2 separate regions of the Mus musculus genome follow, and region 1 is linked to region 2. A link is a contact called in public Hi-C data. All regions are on one chromosome and are shown on one strand. The core of a region is the stretch at or near the end of the contact, and the rest is flanking DNA. Distances in the headings are between cores, read along the strand shown.

Region 1 (3,037 bases), core at 91-2,590, 650 kb before region 2:
GTTAAAATGGATGATGGTGATGTTTGCTGACCCTGATGGTACCGATGAGGTGATGATAAAGGCAATGGCAGTAGTTGAGGGAGTGTGCTGGTGAAGATGGTGATGGTGGTGGTGTTGACAGCAATGGCAATGACAAAGTGATGATGTTGACCGTGATATTTGTGTGTTTGTGGTGATGGTATCGACGGTGTTGATGATGATTATGGTGATGGTAGTAGTCTTGGTGGTGGTAATGGTGATGGGTCATGGTGGTAATGTTTGTAATATTGGTGGCGATGTTTATGGTCTTGGTGGTGACAATGATGATAGTGGCTTTTTTTTTTTAAGTTGGCAGTGATGCTGATGATTATGGTGATGATAGTGGTGGTTGTGGTGCTGCTGTTGATGGTGGTGACAGCGATGGTGAAGGCTGTGGTTGTGGTAATGTTGGCAGTAGTGAATCCTGACCAGGAGAGAATCTAGAAGGTGCAGAAGAGCTGATGTAATGGTATTTGATGACAGGAGCCATTTGCATTAGGGGAGGTGTGAGGTGATGGCTTTGGATGTTCTTATAGCCTATCGGATATCTAGGTGGTGTCCAGTGGACAGTGAGTACTGGGATCTGGAATTTAGCCAGACAAAGATGAGAGCGGTAGAGAATACACCTGCTTTGGGCATGAGATGCCCGAGAGAGGGCACAGAGGGACAGAACCAGAGCCAGGGTCTCTGTGGCTTCCTGATGTTCAGAAGGGTTTCCGAGTCTCCAGGCTTCCTAGGCTCTGCCCAGGGGCTGGAATCCAGGCTTCTCTGCTTGCCTCTCACCAGTGTCACACTCAGTGTTTTTATTCCTCGCCAGGTTCTCAGGAGGATGACATTTGAAAAGGGAGCTCTGTGCTAAAAAAAAAAAAAATCTCTTTCTAACCCAGGTGAAGGAATTGCCATCCTGTGGGGTTAAGAGAAGGGCCTGGGTGACCCCTTGTGACAGCTGGTCCAGGCTGGAATCAATCTGGAGCTCTGCAAAGGGATCGTGGTGTGTGGAGCAGCCTGCGAATAGGGATCTCTTTATAAGGAGGCTCCCTTCTCCCTTAACAAGCCCAGCGAGTCTGCAGTGGGTCTGGTGGAGGGGGTTGCAGCAGAGACGGTGGCAGGGCTTGAGGAGGTGCCTGATTACAAGTCCTCTAAAACCTGGGCTATGGCTCCAGCCAGATGTCGTCCCAGTGAGCACGTGGCCCTGCTGTGGCCCCAGTTTGGCTGCCGATGACTGCCTGGCCTTTCCTGCCCTCTCCTGCCACAGGCCCTCACACCAGGCCGGAATGTCCTCAGGAAGCGGCATCTCGCTCTGCAGAGGGAGCTTTGCTTCTGGACTCCTGGCTGCAGCTCCAGCCAGGATGTTTTGCAATGAGCCTGGGGAAGCGTCCATTCCGGGAAGATCAGGGAGTGGACGGTGCTTGCCAGCAGGGGTCTGGGTGAGAGGGCAGCCACTGCCTGCTGGGCTGGGGTGGGACAGCCCATTCCTCAGGCCCTGTGGGACCTTGGCCTCTAAGCTGTTTATCTGTCTGTCTGCCTGTCCATCTGGATTAGAGGGGCTGGCTTGCTCACTTCAGTTCCCCAAAGGGCTCCCAACTGCAGGGCAGCTTGAGCCTTCTTTCGCTTTATTTCATCTTGGAATGTTTTTGAATATGACTCAAAAGCGATTACAAATTGAAAAGGTACGCCTGCTTCCAGCCACACTGCCCCTGCCCAGGATCCTGGGCCCCAGGAGTAAACTCCCTCAAGTCCCTTTTGTAGTTTGTTGTCTAGTGTTCTGTTTGCAAACAGAAGTGGCTGCTCCTACCCCAGAGGAATCATGCTATGTGCGATGCTTAGGGCTTTGTTCTCCAAAGGGCCACATGACTGTCTGCACAGGACTCCAGCAGGGGTCATCAAGCGCCATGTGGATCCCTCACATAGGACTGTCTGTATTTGCTTTGGAGGAACATGCTGGAGGTGCAAGGCTCTCTACTTTCTTAAGAGCCAGTCCCTTCTCTGGTCTAACCTGTTCCTCCTACTTTCTCATGTAGCCACATTGACAGGAGAAGACCCCGAGGAAGCATGCCCAAGGGAAAACTGTAAATGACAAAGCCGAGGACTTCAATTCAGGTGGACTGGGATTCGACTCTTTCCTCTTTGTCTGTTGTACTGTTGGGAACTTTAGACCTATGGAGTCTTCTATTTTTAGGAGCCAGACCTTCGAAAATTGGAGAGGGCCAGCCAGTATGTCAAGATCTCACGGCTGCCCTTCCCTCTTGTCCTGACACCTGAGCTCTCCTGTGTGTGAAGGATTTCCGCATGCCCAGAAGACAGCTTCAAGCTTCCAGAGCCAGGCACACTTATAGAAGAAAGGAATAAAACCATTTTACAGATGTGTATGCCGAGGCAGCTGAAAGCAATTGCTGACTTGGGTCATGGTTTAAGTCAGGGTGGGTTCTGGGCCCCTGGCCCTCACATGTCCCTACCCAGCATCCTCTTTACCTGCTCTTCCCCCATAGTGTCACTTTGTGCTTTGTCCCTGAAGGCTTTTACCTGTCTTCTCCACTTTTCTCAGCCTTGTTTACCTGACGGTTCCTTTCCTTGGTCTTCACTGGCTAAGGTCAGCCTCTGGTGTGTATGTATGTGTGTGTGTGTGTGCACATGTGTGTGTGCATGTGTGTATGTATGTAAGTGGGTGTGTATGTGTGAGTGTGTGTGTACATGTGTGAGTGTGTTATATGTGCGAGTGTATGTGTATGTGTGGGTATGTATATGTGAGTGTGTGTATGCATTCTGTGAGTGTATATGTAAGTGTGAGTATGTGTAAATGATTATGTGTGTATATATGGGTGGGTATGTATATGTGTGAGTATGTATACGTATGTGACTTTATATGTGTGTGTATGTGTGAATGAGTGTGTGTATGTGTGTGTGTTAACTGAAGCATGATCTTGGTGGTATATTATCCATGTTCCTTCAGAGTTATGTGTCTAGAATTCCACATGCCCTGTTAGGCTATCAATTCTTTTGAGGAAAAAAGTTGATAAAT
Region 2 (3,248 bases), core at 77-2,576:
GAAGAGTGCCAGTTTGGGAGGCCATCAGGGCTGATCATTTTAGGAGAATTCTTCTTCAGTTTCATCACTCAGGAGCTTTTGAGGAAATTAAGTCTAGATCAGGCAATGGAACTACATGCTGGCTTTAACCAACCCATTGCACTTTCTTGGATGAGAAGGATCCTCAGCTTGACAAAAGTATAATTGATTAGTGATGTCTGCCATAGGAGCAAGTGGGGGTGAAAGAGACCTGTGTGCTGCTCTATCTTCTTGATTACTGATGCCTTGGAGGCTACTGACTTGACTCCTTGAGTCCACAGTAAACTCCAACCCATGCTGTGCTGGGGTTTTCACTCAATCACAAGAGCCACCCACGCTCATCTCTACCCTTTCTACATTCAGTGACATCTTACTGATGTCTTGGAGTTGGCAATAGTGAAAGTGTTTACGTGGGAGTTGCTTTTGTTGTTGGTGGTGGTGGTTTGTTTTGTTTTGTTTTGTTTTTTTGAGACAGGGTTTCTCTGTGTAGCCCTGGCTAAAGTGTGTTTTCTAAAGTAACATTTCAACAGTTAGCAGCTTGTCACTGGTTCTACCCCTCTCACAGCAGGCAAGGGCTGTAGTGGATGGGAACTCCAAGATATCCCTTCAGTCTTGGTTCTGGGGCAATTGTTAAACCCTAGAGACCACCAGTGCCTACAGACACTATAATCCAGACTCAAAGCTCTAACACCTTTCTCACACAACCTGTATCATTGCTCATCCATCTGGGTACTGCTCAAACCCTCTTCCTCCAGGAAGCTTTCCCAGCTTGCTTTCATTCCTAGAGCTCTCCTTGAACTCTCCTTGCACCTTCCATGTTTGCTGCCCCAGAGGGGAAGACTGTCTGCCCAAGAGTCTCAAGTTAAGGCCTCTGTCTCCTCCTTCAGCACCCGTGGTCAAGGCCTCATGCAGGTTTAGCCATGATACAGACCTAGATGATGTCATCTAAGCCATTTTCTGCCTGAAATGACCATTTCCACCACCCACAACCCTTCAACTTCCTGGGTGGGGAAAGTGGAGCTAGACAGCATGCTCACCCAAGAGCCAAGGTGTCTTGACTCCTGTGGCAGACCCATAGCAGAGATTCAGTGAAGATCAAAGAGCTCCTAGTAGCACAGACTTAGGGTTCCAACATTCGAGGGCTGCACCATCTCCAGCATATCCGTCTGTCTTTCCTTTCAGCTCACCACTGGCTACCTCAACTAGGCCAGGTTCTGGGGCTGGCCTCCTGCCCCTAGGATTGGCCAAGACCAAACGCCAGCCGGCTCCTCCCAGCTCTCTCCTGCCGCTGCTTAACATGCACACGAGAGCTGGAAGCCGTGCGTATAGATTTCTCTTTGTCTTTGGTGGTAATTATTAGCTGTCTCGGCGGGTGAATGCAGGCAGAAACAAAGGCAGCCAGGGTTGTAAAACCTTTTATCTCGATCAAGCCACATTATTTGATAAGGTGCTAAGCTAATAGCAACGCATGTCAAATTGTGTTTAGACAGATCGAGGGGCTGGTGCGGAGGGTATATTTGTCTCCGGAAACCTGCTCCTGGAAGGATGAAGGGAAAGGCACAGAGATATCCACATCCCTGTGCAGAGCGCAAACAGCCCGGCCTCAGGCTTGAGAGAGTGGCTCCCTGCAAACCTAGATCTGAGAGGGGAGACAGGTGGTTCCTGGGGTACTCATTCCTACTCATGATTACCTCAGGGCTTTGCACAGAGCCCCATGGATCCCATGGGGGTCACTGTAGAGATAGGGCTCAAGTCCAGGCTCCCCTAGCCAGTTATTGATGTATTAATTTATTTATTAAGGCCTGTGTGTGCCACCTGTCCTATGGGCGACACTGACTTTTACAATCACTGTCCATAGGAGGCAGCACAGACCAGACAAAATTAGCTTTGCAATGGAGCCCGCAAGGATAGAAGCCCAGGAAGGCTTTGAGGACAGGGTGGGCTTCCATCAGGCCTTGAAGAATAAGAACCTGGAAAGAAACAGCCTCCTAGCAAGCTGCAGAAGCCCCTCTGTGAGCCTGCAGAGAGTGTCCATCTGTCACTCTGGGTTCTGCTCAGTGCCTCCTCCAGGCTGCTTTTCTGGGTAACTTCCAAGACCCCCAAAGCATACTCATAACTGGTCCCTCTGTGTCCCCTGTGGGCTGCAAGGTGGCATTGAGCCCAGATAAGAAGGGAAGATCTGGATACCAGGAATGTTCATTAAAAGCTTAGAAAAGGGGACTCACTCTGGAGCACTGGGTCTGTGTCTAGAACTCATGCAAGGAAATGACAAAGGTTACACATGGGGCTAGGGAGACAGCTGTGTGTAAAGTAGTCACTGCACAGCATATGACCTGCGTTTGATACCCTGTACCAAGTAAAAACAGTATGCCAGCTATCATGGCACACACTTGGAATCTCAGCACTGCAGAAACAGGCTGACTCTTAGGGCTCACTGAGCAGCTGAGCTAGTTCAGGCACTGGCCTGGCAAGCAACAGGGCAGTGAGAAACTTTTCTCCATAAATAAGGTGGATGGCGCCTAAGGAACTGCACTGAAGTTGACTTCTGGCTTTCATGTACATGCACATGAGTGTGAATACACACACACACAAGAATGTCCTCCATGGGAATGTGCAGCATATTCATATTGAATCATTAAAATGGACCATTGTGGGCCAATGTGTTGGCTCTGTGGGTAAAGATGCTTACCACCAAGACTGATGACAGAAATTTGATACATGGGACACATATGATAGAGAAAAAAAACCAACTCCTGTCCTCTAACCTCCGCATGCATGCAAAAGTGTGCACACATGCACACATTAGTATAGTTTTCAAACAAAATGACCACTGATTGGTTCTGAGCCCTGGGTCCCTTCAGCAGACCCAGAATTCAAATGCAGCCTGGGCTTAGTGGAGGGAGGTAAGTGGAGGTGTGGGTGAATGGGATGAGGAAGGAGAGTGACCTTAACCGGCTGGGGATCCTCGTGCCACACCTCTAAGTAGTAGCTGAAGACTGTTGGGGGCTGGGAACAAGGTAGAGCTTCCACATTTCTGACCTTCCCTGAGCCCCTGTAACAATAGGAAGCTCGTGGGCAAGACACTGAAGAAGCAACAAGTTGAATTGGGCTAGCAGTGCCTGGGAGCAGAGAGGGGCGGCCACTGCCTCTGCTCCACACTCTGTGTCCCCTGCACTGCAGCTCTCTTATGGTGGGTAACCCGGGCCTAATGAAGACAGACTTGTTCTTTT

The links. Hi-C and Micro-C count contacts between places; a contact is called where the count stands out from the background.
Region 1: a Hi-C map of the N1E-115 cell line shows a contact between it and region 2, with 6 times the contacts expected there. The contact joins two enhancer-like sites. A contact is called at or near these places in 3 of 484 Hi-C or Micro-C datasets (3T3-L1-derived adipocytes, the N1E-115 cell line and embryonic fibroblasts) and 4 of 115 datasets of contacts at active chromatin or transcription factors (astrocytes, forebrain, oligodendrocyte precursor cells and 1 more).

Annotation. Positions count from the first base shown.
Region 1 is chr14:25,302,969-25,306,005 of GRCm38.p6, reverse strand. All of the region lies in intron 2 of Zmiz1os1 (a long non-coding RNA gene), which reads left to right. It overlaps LOC115486423 (a long non-coding RNA gene), which reads left to right. Exons shown (of 2, transcript XR_001781198.1): 2 at 1-2,385. Among named protein-coding and RNA genes, the nearest start is that of Gm41113, 75 kb to the left of the region's middle. Within about 2 kb of position 1,340, at least 107 of the 459 cell types and tissues checked have an H3K27ac peak or open chromatin away from gene starts, as enhancers often do. A contact at or near this core is called in the N1E-115 cell line, where this site is marked.
Region 2 is chr14:24,649,154-24,652,401 of GRCm38.p6, reverse strand. No RefSeq gene overlaps it. Among named protein-coding and RNA genes, the nearest start is that of Gm31775, 14 kb to the left of the region's middle. Within about 2 kb of position 1,326, at least 29 of the 459 cell types and tissues checked have an H3K27ac peak or open chromatin away from gene starts, as enhancers often do. A contact at or near this core is called in the N1E-115 cell line, where this site is marked.